Regions from separate parts of the Mus musculus genome. Here region 1 is linked to region 2. The links are chromatin contacts, called in public Micro-C maps. All regions are on one chromosome and are shown on one strand. The core of a region is the stretch at or near the end of the contact, and the rest is flanking DNA. Distances in the headings are between cores, read along the strand shown. Region 1 holds the start of Add1 (adducin 1 (alpha)). Region 2 holds the start of Poln (DNA polymerase N).

Region 1 (5,170 bases), core at 2,228-4,727, 400 kb after region 2:
CTTCTGTTAAAAGGAGTGCTCCCAGGGCTGGAGAGGTGGCTCAGCAGTTAGGAACTCTTGCTGTGCTTCTGTAGGATCTAAGTTCTTTTCCCAGCACCCACATTGGGTGGCTAATAACTACCTTAACTTCAGCTCTAGATGATCAGACAGTCTCTTCTGGCTTCCACTGGCACCAGTATAAACATGGTACATAAATGGATACAAATACATAACACATAAATAAAAATAATACAAAGCAAATCTTGGGCTCAGAGGTTACAAGCACTTGTTTCACTTGTAAAGGACCCAGGCCCAGTTCCCAAAACCCATATGGTGGCTCACAACTATGTGTAACTCTAGTTCTAGGGGATCCAGTGCTGCCTTCTGACCTTCAAGGGTTCCAGCTATACACACAGTGGTCCAGGTTTAATGCACAGATCTTTATCTGGTCTGGTCGGGTATAGTAGCACACGCCTTTAATCCCAGTATTTGGGAGGCAAAGGCAGGCAGATCTTTCTGAGTTCAAAGGCCAGTGTGGTGTACATAGTGAGTTCCAGGACAGCCAGAGCTACATAGCGAAACCCTGTCTACAAACAAAGAAACACACAAACCAAAGATCTTCATCCTTTTTGTCAACTCCCATAAGTCCATCCATATGCCCCTCCCTCAGACCAATCCATCTTCTAGCTTCTAGACAGCCACTTTCAGGCTCCTGATCAGTTAGCTGAGCCATTTACAGCCCCTGAGTCCAACCCACATTCCTTTCCACACAGTGGCAATGGCCAAGTTGCCTCTGGGATAATATCTCGCCATTATGTTCCAGTGGAACTGCCTGCCAAGTGGGCACACAGCAGTGCTAGACTCCTTTCAGCTCACACCAACAAACCAAGCTTTTTCCTCAGCTGTCACTGTTGTAACAGGGTCCCAGACCTTAACACAACTGACTCCATGATGGAAGTCTTGTTCAGCCTTTAAAACTCATCGAGTAGATGGCACCACCTGCTAAAACAAAGACCCAGAGATACGAGGGAGAGTCTGTAGGCCTGGGAAAGTCTCCGAATGTACTAACTCACCTTGCCTTTTGGCTTCTGTGGTTCTGCTTCTGGCTGACTGTTCTTGTTCACTGAAGTATGTCAATCCATCTTAAAAGGACCCTAAAAAAGGCTCAGTGCTACATGAGATCCCAAGCACCCAGTGTAGTCGCCAGCCAGCCATTAAAGACTTTGTATTGACTTAAACCTATGTCCAAGCAGCGTTCTCTGGTGAATACACATGGTTGTGACATGCAGAATCCTTATATGTAGCACACATGGACTAGGAGACAGTGGATTACAGTAGTGAGGAGCATGGGGTCTGGGGGCAGTATCTCTGGTTCTGGTTGAACCCACTTCAGGGCTCAGTAGCATTTAGAAGTGACTTAACCGGGTTCCTTTTTCCTTTTGTGTATATGTATGAATGTGATATATGTATGTTGGGTATATGTGTACACATGTGCAGAGGCCAGGCCATCAGGTGTTTTTCTTTATCAGTCTTTGCCTTTAGTCCCTTGAGACAGGGTGTCTCACTGAACCTAGAGCTAGTGTGGCAGCCAGCAGGCCCCAGTAATCCCCATCTCCACCCTTAATAGCCGGGTTACAGGGGTGCATGGCCATGCCCTGCTTTTTACGAGTGCTGGGGCCTGAAACTAAGGTCCTCATGCTTGAGCAACAAGTGCCCTTACCTCCTGAGCCATCTCCCCTACTTGAGTTCCTTGAATTTTTGACTTTAAATTTTCAAATATTTCTGCCCTTTCACCCCCTATGAAGTCCTACATCTCCTTCGTATGCTGTTCAATCTTGCCCAGTTTCTTTATGCTGTGCATTTGCCCTGTGTCTTCAAGTTAAGAAATCACTTCTTTTGAGGACAAATTGTCTCCTAACCCCATTCAGTGTTTTGTCACACTGTGGATTTTTTTCATCTGTACATGTCTGATTTCATTTTTATATCTTATTTGAGAGCAGGTGCCCACAGAGTACAGAGGAGTGTGTTGGATCTCTTGTAGCTGGACTTATAGGCAACATTTCTAAACTTTTATATCTCTATATATTTCATTTTTAATCACTCAACCCTCTCTCCAGTTAAAGTAGGGGCTTATGGAGGGCAGGTGATTAATGGAGTTTTGACTGATGTCCGACTCACAGTAGGTCCAATAGGTCCCCGGACACATCCTGTGGTGATTTCCCCAGTTCCAGAATGTATAATTGGGATAGATATACTCAGAAATTGGCAGAATTCTCATATTGGTTCCCTGAACTGTAGAGTGAGGGCTATTATGGTTGGAAAGGCCAAATGGAAGCCTTTAGAGTTGCCTCTGCCAAAGAAAATAGTGAATCAAAAACAGTATCGTATTCCTGGAGGAATTGCAGAAATTACTGCCACTATCAAGGACTTGAAAGATGCAGGGGTGGTGGTTCCCACCACATCTCCGTTTAACTCTCCTATCTGGCCAGTGCAGAAAACAGATGGATCATGGAGAATGACAGTTGATTATCGAAAACTCTCTCTCTTCAGCAAACTTTCACTGGCATTAGACTTGTTGCTGGGTGCTGGAGGATGTCAGAAAAGTCATCTGAGAACAGTCAACATGTAGGGCAAATGTTCCTAGGACAGAGGGTACTGACTGGAATCCACAACCTCTCTGACCCTTATGGGGTCAAACTCAGAGCTCTTGCTGTGAGGATCGGTTTGTTTTTGTTTTTTGAGACAGGGTTTCTCCGTGTATGTAGCCCTGACTGTCCTGGAACTCACTTTGTAGACCAGGCTGGCCTCGAACTCAGAATCCACCTGCCTCTGCCTCCCAAGTGCTGGGATTAAAGGCGTGCGCCACCACGCCTGGCTGAGGAGAGGCTTGGATACACACTTCTGTCACTTGAGCCAGGCTCGAGGCTTCAACCTTTAATGGTTTGAAGGGAACCAGGAGCGGGACCCCTTTGTTTCCTTTGGGTCTTTTAGGATTCAGTTGACAGGAGAGACAGTAGGGACTTGATCCTTAGGTTAGTTTACCAGGTCGCTGCCAGGTGGACTGGTTCTGCCAAGGCCTCACCTAGCCTCATTCCCTGCCTCTGAAGAGGCCTCGGTGTTTGTTAATCCACTGTCATCCGGCGGGCCCTTCCTGTCTGTGGAGCTTTATCAGAGCACACACAGACATCTCAGTCCTGACTCCACCCTGATTGACAGCCCAGTCTCCCAAACTGCCTACTGATCTTCTCGCCTGAAGCGCACCTAGACCGTGTCCGTTCGCAGTCAGTTTGTGGGTCTGACCGTCTCAGTGGGAGAACTAGCGTTCCTGTGAGCAGGTGCACCAGCCCGCCGTCCCGGACGCAGCCAAAGCGACCCCTAATCCCACTGTGACACCGCCTTCAGCCGGAGGCCGGAGTCTACCCTTCTCTCCGCCTCCCAGGGCCCCGCCCTTCTCCGGGCCTGCCCCTTGCTTAAGATTGACCAATAACAGAGAGTAGTGCTGGACGGCGGTAGGGCGTTCAGACCAATGGGGCTGTGCATTGTTGGGCCGCAGCGCCGCAGGCCGCACCCAGCTTGGCGGCGGGGGCGAGTAGAGGGGTGAGGGTTGAGGGCGGGAGAGGACGAGGGCTGCTGCAGGCGGCGGGGGGTGCGCGGCAGCCAGGGGGCGGAGCCCAGCGCGAGCCGCAGGCGAGGCGGCGGCCGCACTCGGACCCGGGAAGCCGTGCTCTCTCCCCGATTCTCCGCGGAGGTGAGGCCCGGGAGCGCGGCGAGGTCTCCGGGGCCCCCAGCGGGCGTAGGGCAGGGGCGGCGGTGCTGGGCGGGCAGGGCAGGGCTGGGCAGGGCCCGGGGCCTCTGGGGCGCCTCTGGTGCGCTGAGGAGGGCGCGGCTAGGTCGCTGCGGCGCGGGGTGCCCGGGGTCTAGGTGCTTGCCTCCGAGTGCGGGGGCGAGGACACTGCATCGTCGCTTCCCAGGATGGCCCGGACGGACGCGGGGTTCTCTGTGGAAGCGGCTTGCTCGGCTCTGAGCTTCCTGGTGGGCCTCGGGGTCCTCCCGGGTCAGCATTGTGCTAATGGTGGCTCCAAATGCTGGTCACTGCAGAGATTGTGGAAAGGTGCATCTGGGTTCCGCTTGTCGGCTCTTTTAAAAACTGACACCTTCTGCCCCAAGAGAAAAAAGCCAGCTCTGTCCACGGATGGTAGTAATGAGGTGGTCGTGGAACTTCCTGGAGATGGGGCTTGCCTTTCCTCTCTGTTTTATCGTTCAGACCTCTTCCTAAAAACACTTCGTTTTTATAATTCAGTTCCTGGTTCAAGGTATTTGGTAGATGAGTTGTGTTTGTTTTATGCACACCCATCTTAAAAATAAATATTTTGGTTCACCTGAAACTGCTGTTGTTTTGACCATGATTTTAGGCCTAACGTTGTTAAACTCCCAAAGACCAAGAACAAAGCTAAAATCTGTCTATGCATAACTGCTCAAGAATTTCAGAGAGATTGTGTGTTTGTCAAAAGTGGGTTGAAATCTCAGTCGGGATAGGAACTAGATTGCTAAGGGATCCGCTATGTCTCCTTTGCAAGCAAGCTGGGAGTCGTGGGTGGACTCAACAGGCTCCAGAGAGGAAGGAGGTTGCAGGTCGGAGGTGAGTTTTATGCGGGTGGGATTCTAAAAATCGCAGTCTTTAATTAAAGCCAGTGACGTAGGGATCACATTTTAATTCTAAAACTTTGCTATGCTTCGTCAATTCGCAGCCCAGAATGGTCTGGAACTGAAAATTTCTGCCTCTGCCCCTAGTTCTAGGATTACCTTGAGGTTGACACCACACCCTGATAGTAAAGTTGTTTTTTGAGGAAGTATGAATGGTGTTGACCTTCAGAACAGCTTTTCAGGGTTTAGATGTGGTTTCGCAGAGGTGCAGGTCGGTGTGGTTAGTTTACTCATGTGTGTGTAGGTTAGTGAGAGTCAGCAAATGAAGCGACTAGGAATTCTAATCATTCTGCAAACTGGGATAGTGTCCTTTCTAAGATCTGTTTTACATAAACCATTCAGGTTTTCACTTAACTCTTGGTATTATCTGATACTATTGTTTTTGTTGCTTTGCTACACACACACACACACACCATTCATTTCATGTAATCATGTTGAGTCAGGACATTAAATACTGAAATGCTTCAGACAATACTGTGCTGGCTAG
Region 2 (5,422 bases), core at 1,359-3,858:
TATCTACATATTCTCAACAAGTAATGAGAAAGTCACTCCACTGAATCCTGGACTTCATTAATACTATCTTCTTGTCAGAGGAAACAAGGCAGAATATCCATAGTTAAGCAAGTAGTTTCCTTGGTTTATACCAAAAAACAGAAACCCCAGTTTAATCTGTAATTGAAATGACACAATTTTCAGATTCATAATGCAAAGTAAGGTTATTTTTGTCCAAAATTTGCTCAGTAATATTACTGAGGATAAAATTACTAAATTCTAGTAATATGATTAATAATATATTTGTATGAAATACATACTGCAAATATGTACTATAAAATTACATTAATTATATTACATAATTAATAAATTATATTAATATGCTATACTAATATAATTTTCTATAAAATTAAAATTAGATTTCCCCCCTTTTCTAAATTAGCAGCAATATTAAACTCTATATTCCTAACAATTACAATATGAATTCAGTCTTATTTCTTATGCTTACCTCATTGGTTAGTCTATTAAGATTCTCTTCCGCCCATTTTATACTCGACTTCATGCTCAAATTACTTGTTTTCAAGTATATGATCTGTTTCTGGACACAAATACATGCCATCTGCAGTCTAGCCATCTCCAGTCGTCGCTCCCTAAGGATTTCTTCATTATCACAAATAGACGGTGTTTGTATATCTAAAAGTTGAAAATTGTCTTCATTTGAACTTTCAACTACTTCGTGCATGCCCTGAAAGAATTGCTTTTTTGTGTATAAGGTTAATGCTGCTGTGCTCTGCTCTTCTTGGCTTATGTATTTTCCCAAGGGAAACTGAGATAAAAACACCATTGGATTTGTTCTTTCACTTAAATTAGAATTTCTGAAGAATATCATCAAATTATTAACTTCCTCAGTAAGACCCTGAAGTTCATTACTGAGCTTAGTATTCACAGAATTTAGGAATCCTTGCTTCTGTTTCAGCTTCTTAGTGGCCTCCTCTTGTTTAGCATTTAATGCCAGAAACCTGTAGCTAGTTTCAGAAACCATTAACTGGTATTTATTCCGTCGCTGAATTTTTGAGTTATTTAATTTCTGCAGAGTTTGAACCTCATCCTCTAATATCTGTATCTCTTTGTCATCCAGTTTGCATGTCTTCAAATCAAAAGTTTTACAGGTCCTAAGAACTTCATCCAATGCTGTTCCTTCTAGGATAGGCTTGCCTGATCGCTGGAGATCGCTGAAGGCTTCCAATTCTTTTTCAGACAATACATTCTGTTCATTCACATTCCCACAAAACCATTTCAAGAATGACTCATCTTCAACATCCTCAAAGAGCCAGTCAAAATCTTCTCCATTAAGAATATCAGCTTTGGGATAACCAATTTTTTTCAATGTTTCCACAAACTCATTTCCACAACTCATGGTTTAACTACTCCTGTTTTTAAATATTTGATATGAATCTATTTTTTTAAACTAAGTTCAAACAGAAAAAAACATATTTACGCTAAGTCCATAGAAGAAGGAAAAAAAATACAATCTATAATGTGTTTTCCTAGTGGGGGAAAGAACACAAGTATTAGACCATGAACAAGGCAAATGAATTTTAAATATACAGATCATTTTATCAGATGACATCAGGAGACTACTTAAGTTAAAAGCAGATGCACGTGCAATATCTGACAAAGACAAAGCAAAACAGAAGCAATCAGGGTGTTGCTTAGGACACTACAACAGTAATGAAGAATCTAATTAATGAAGATATAACAATAAAAAAAAACTGATTTTTTTTCCCAATGATGAAATTACTTAAAATAAATTACATTTTGTAAAATAGCTGTTTCCCCTGTAGTTTCTAGTTAGGAAAAAGAAATATGCCTACCTTTCTAAGGAAGAATCAACTAAATATTTACTTCAATCAGCGTTCCATCAGTCTCAAAGGACTCAATCTATAGATATAACCAGTCTAACGCAGAGAAAACCAGGACAAATTGACAAGTTTCAAAGTACCCATCAATCATCAAGTAAGAAGTTTTATTTCGAATAGAACACAATGAACCACGACTTGAACCAAACTTAGGTCAGTGACAATGGCAGGTCTTAAAATCACGATGTATTTGACACTCTGGTAGCAAACTCTCTGGGTTGGTTTTGGTTTGTTTCTGAGTATCCAGTTATGACACTTAAGAGCTCTAATAAAACACGCCCACAAAAGTACCAAATTGCTGTTTTTAAAAGCTGGGTAACAGATAAGTGTGTATTTCCGGTTTAACGTTTGCCTCGTATGATTGAGGCCTTGGGTTTTATCCGCAGTATCCGAAAAATAAAGCTACCAACCCCAGCCGGATGACCGGCCACGTACCTCCGCCCCCACCTCTGGCACAAAGCCTCAGCCTCCCCGCACACCCCGCGCCTGGGCCCAGCGACCTCTATCGATGCCTCAAGCAGGCTGTAGGAGGGTAGCGGCGGCCCCGCCAACCCCGAACTTACAAGACCCTTACCTCAGGAAAGCCGCAGTCACTGCTCTCTGCCAGCCTCCAACCGCGCGCGCCGCAGTGCCTCACGGGAGTGCCAGGACGCGCACGCGCAGATTACAACATCCGTAAAGTCAGCGCAGGCGGCGAGGTATCCCGGAGAAAGCGAAGGAGGACCCGCAGACCAACCCCCTTCAACGAGCCGGGGTAAAGTGATTGGCTTTCCTGACGGACGCACCGCCCCTTAGCCCCGCCTCTGGCCCGCCGTCCTTCCCGCTAGGCTCAAGAGGATTGGTTTTCTCACTATAGGCTCTGCCCTCGCTCCGCCCCACCCCGCCCCCGCTCGGGAGTTGGAGTCTGGGTCTCTTCCGGCTGCTTTGTTGCCTTGGCCATTTGGCCCTCTAGTTCAGTTAGGCCTCCTGTCCTAAGAATGGCTTGCGGTCTGTGACACCACTAGGGGACCGGAAGTTTGAGGCCGAACAGACCCCTTCTTCCCCCAACAGCTCTTACCACCACCACTGGTAGGGTGATCCAGCGTTGGTGCTAATAACAAGCAGCTGGGACCCTATCAGGTCTCTTGCAGGGTAGGATTGTTGGCTATAGAATCTTTTACAATGGTTATTTAACAAAAATCACTTAACTCCCAAGGCCTCGATGACTTCCAAGCAAAAGCTGACTCCCTCCAAGATCCCATCTTCAAAATGTCAAGGTGTAAAATACATCAGTTTTAGAATGCATTTAACTCAGAAGTACAGACATTCTGAGGATGCCCGCCGTCATTCAATGAAAGACAGAATGCTGAACTCAGATGCAAGCCTAGTTAATGTCCTATGGTCCCAGAAAACTGATCTTTGGAGTTACAGTTGGCATTGGTAACAACTTGTCTGTATGGGTCATAATCTGTTCATTTTTTTCTATCAGACAGCATTTGCAACTTAACCACTCTCTTGTAAGATGATATATAAATTCACAAGATCTGGGCTTTGATCATTAAAAAAATAGTATTCCCCTCTTCTAATCATAAATAGGGTGATGTATCAGACAAGGGTCTAGTCTAGTTGCTACTAGGTAGAATTCTTTCTGGATCTTTTTCCCTGGGCTTATTTGTTTTGTGAGACAAGGATTTGCTTCTCTACCCAGGCTGGGCTTCAACTCAAGATCCTACTTTAGCATCTCCAAGTGCTGGGGCCACAGGTATGAATCACCATGCCCAGATATTCATGTTTTCAAAGAGAGAAAAACTAATGTTCTAAGCAGATCATTTAAATTTGAGTTGAAGACATTTCCTATTAATTCTTATTTAACTTTTATCCTCCTTTTGAAGGTCAATAAAACCGGAAAGTAAATAAAAACAAACAGTACAGGGGAAAAGTTCTTAGAATGGTGCCTAATGTGGTTAGGACATCAGGGGACTGGCCCAAGAGGACCCCAGATGCCAAACTGGAGGTAGGGGCTCAGCAGGGAGCTGGCGTTGAGTGGGTTTTGGCCAGAGGAAGTGCAGGCAGTACTTTTGGGAAATTTTGCTGAGGCGGCAAAGACTGAGAGAAAAAGAGCCAAATGACACAAGATGAGGGGGTGGGAATGCAAGGCTGAGAGGATTTTTGGTGTTGTTTTGTTTTAAAGTGGGAGGAACTGGAGGATATTTATAGACTGTGCGGAAGAGCTCGGAGGAGATGGAATTAAAGATGCCAGAAAGACAAAGGGCTACTTTGCAGGCTGAGGTTCCCCCCAGGCACAGCCTGGGACCCATGAGACCTTCTAGAAAACCCACTGTTCTTAGTGACTCCTGGCCCCCAGCTCGCTCTCTTGAATTGCTGACCACCGCTCCTTGTTTGAGAAGTGTTTGCGAGGCCATAAGAAGCCATGAAAACATAAAGATTAGAACAGGATCAGCCCCCTGAGTACAAACAGCAAACACAATGGGGTCAATTATACAGAACTGGAAAGTTTTCTTGGGACTGGATTAGAAACTTAAGAAGGCAAGTATGTTAAACTTATTTCCAAGACAAGCTTGCTTTCTTCTACTCAAACTCAGTTGTGGTTTTAGTGGGGTCAAAAGGTAACGGGAACCGAGGAGCTAATCGGTCCTAAGCAAGCCTGTGAGAATGTAATGGGCGAAACAAACCAAAATGCAGGACCTGAGTCTTTTCTGTTGGCCTTACTCTCCTGTCATCAATATTAAAAATTATTTTATGTTTTATACAGTATATTTACAGACAGTTTTAAAACTTTGTATACAACTGTGCTGTTGAAGGTTGTTTTTGGATGCAGTTTAACGGAAGTGAAGAGATCTGTTCTCCAGACAACATGGAGGAGGGAGCAACAGCCTCAGACATGTGTTAGCTTGATTCTACCAAAAAAAAAAAAAAAAAAAAAAAAAGTCACAAAAGGTTTGAGAAAGCTGGCACTGGACAATTCGGAAAAGGCAAGGGAGCCCAGGAGCTGGCAGAACACTGGGGGCCGTCAGCCAGTGAGATGTGGTCTGGCAGCTTCCTCCTATCGGTCTTGTTCTTCCAGAAGAAAGTTGACTTTTCTTAAGACCATGGAGTTGGGGTCAGGGATATTTGCTCTTGATTGTATTTACACTCCTGTGGTGAAGGTAAAAACTCAGTACCAAACTCAGAAGTATTTAGGTCTACAAAACTAGGAAGGGGTCACCATAGTGGTGGGTAGACAGGGGTCTTTGGAGATGGAAGCCGGTATCAGGCGGCCTGCAGAGTTTAGGGGTCTGAGGAGTCCAGGACCTCAGGTTGCCTGAGAGGTTGGTCAGTTGAGGAGGAACTGGGATGAGAGCCCATCCTTCCCTACAGCTTGCTTCCCAGGCCAGTGGCCTAACTCTGGAACAATCCAGAGCTCCTGTCCTCTAACTTTCTGGCTAAAGATTAGGAAAAGAGGACATAAAATGTCCCACTAGCAATTAGTCCAGATTAGTCCAGCCTCTAATTTATACAGCCATCATCCCAGCAAAAGTCGACAA

The links. Hi-C and Micro-C count contacts between places; a contact is called where the count stands out from the background.
Region 1: a Micro-C map of embryonic stem cells shows a contact between it and region 2, with 5 times the contacts expected there. The contact joins the promoter of Add1 here to the promoter of Poln in region 2. A contact is called at or near these places in 2 of 39 promoter capture datasets (the HPC-7 cell line, HPC-7-derived erythroid cells and erythroid cells), 2 of 484 Hi-C or Micro-C datasets (LSK cells and embryonic stem cells), 3 of 115 datasets of contacts at active chromatin or transcription factors (bone marrow-derived macrophages, extraembryonic endoderm stem cells and pancreatic cancer cells) and 2 of 9 other capture datasets (adipose tissue and pancreatic islet).

The regions. Positions count from the first base shown.
Region 1 is chr5:34,570,187-34,575,356 of GRCm38.p6, forward strand. Add1 (adducin 1 (alpha)) reads left to right here and starts at 3,478. Exons shown (of 16, transcript NM_001331082.1): 1 at 3,478-3,727. Mir7036b (microRNA 7036b) reads left to right here and starts at 3,965; the gene lies at 3,965-4,027.
Region 2 is chr5:34,166,918-34,172,339 of GRCm38.p6, forward strand. Poln (DNA polymerase N) reads right to left here and starts at 2,609. Exons shown (of 25, transcript NM_181857.4): 1 at 2,473-2,609. Haus3 (HAUS augmin-like complex, subunit 3) reads right to left here and starts at 2,507. Exons shown (of 5, transcript NM_146159.1): 1 at 2,473-2,507; 2 at 488-1,526. The coding sequence starts at 1,396.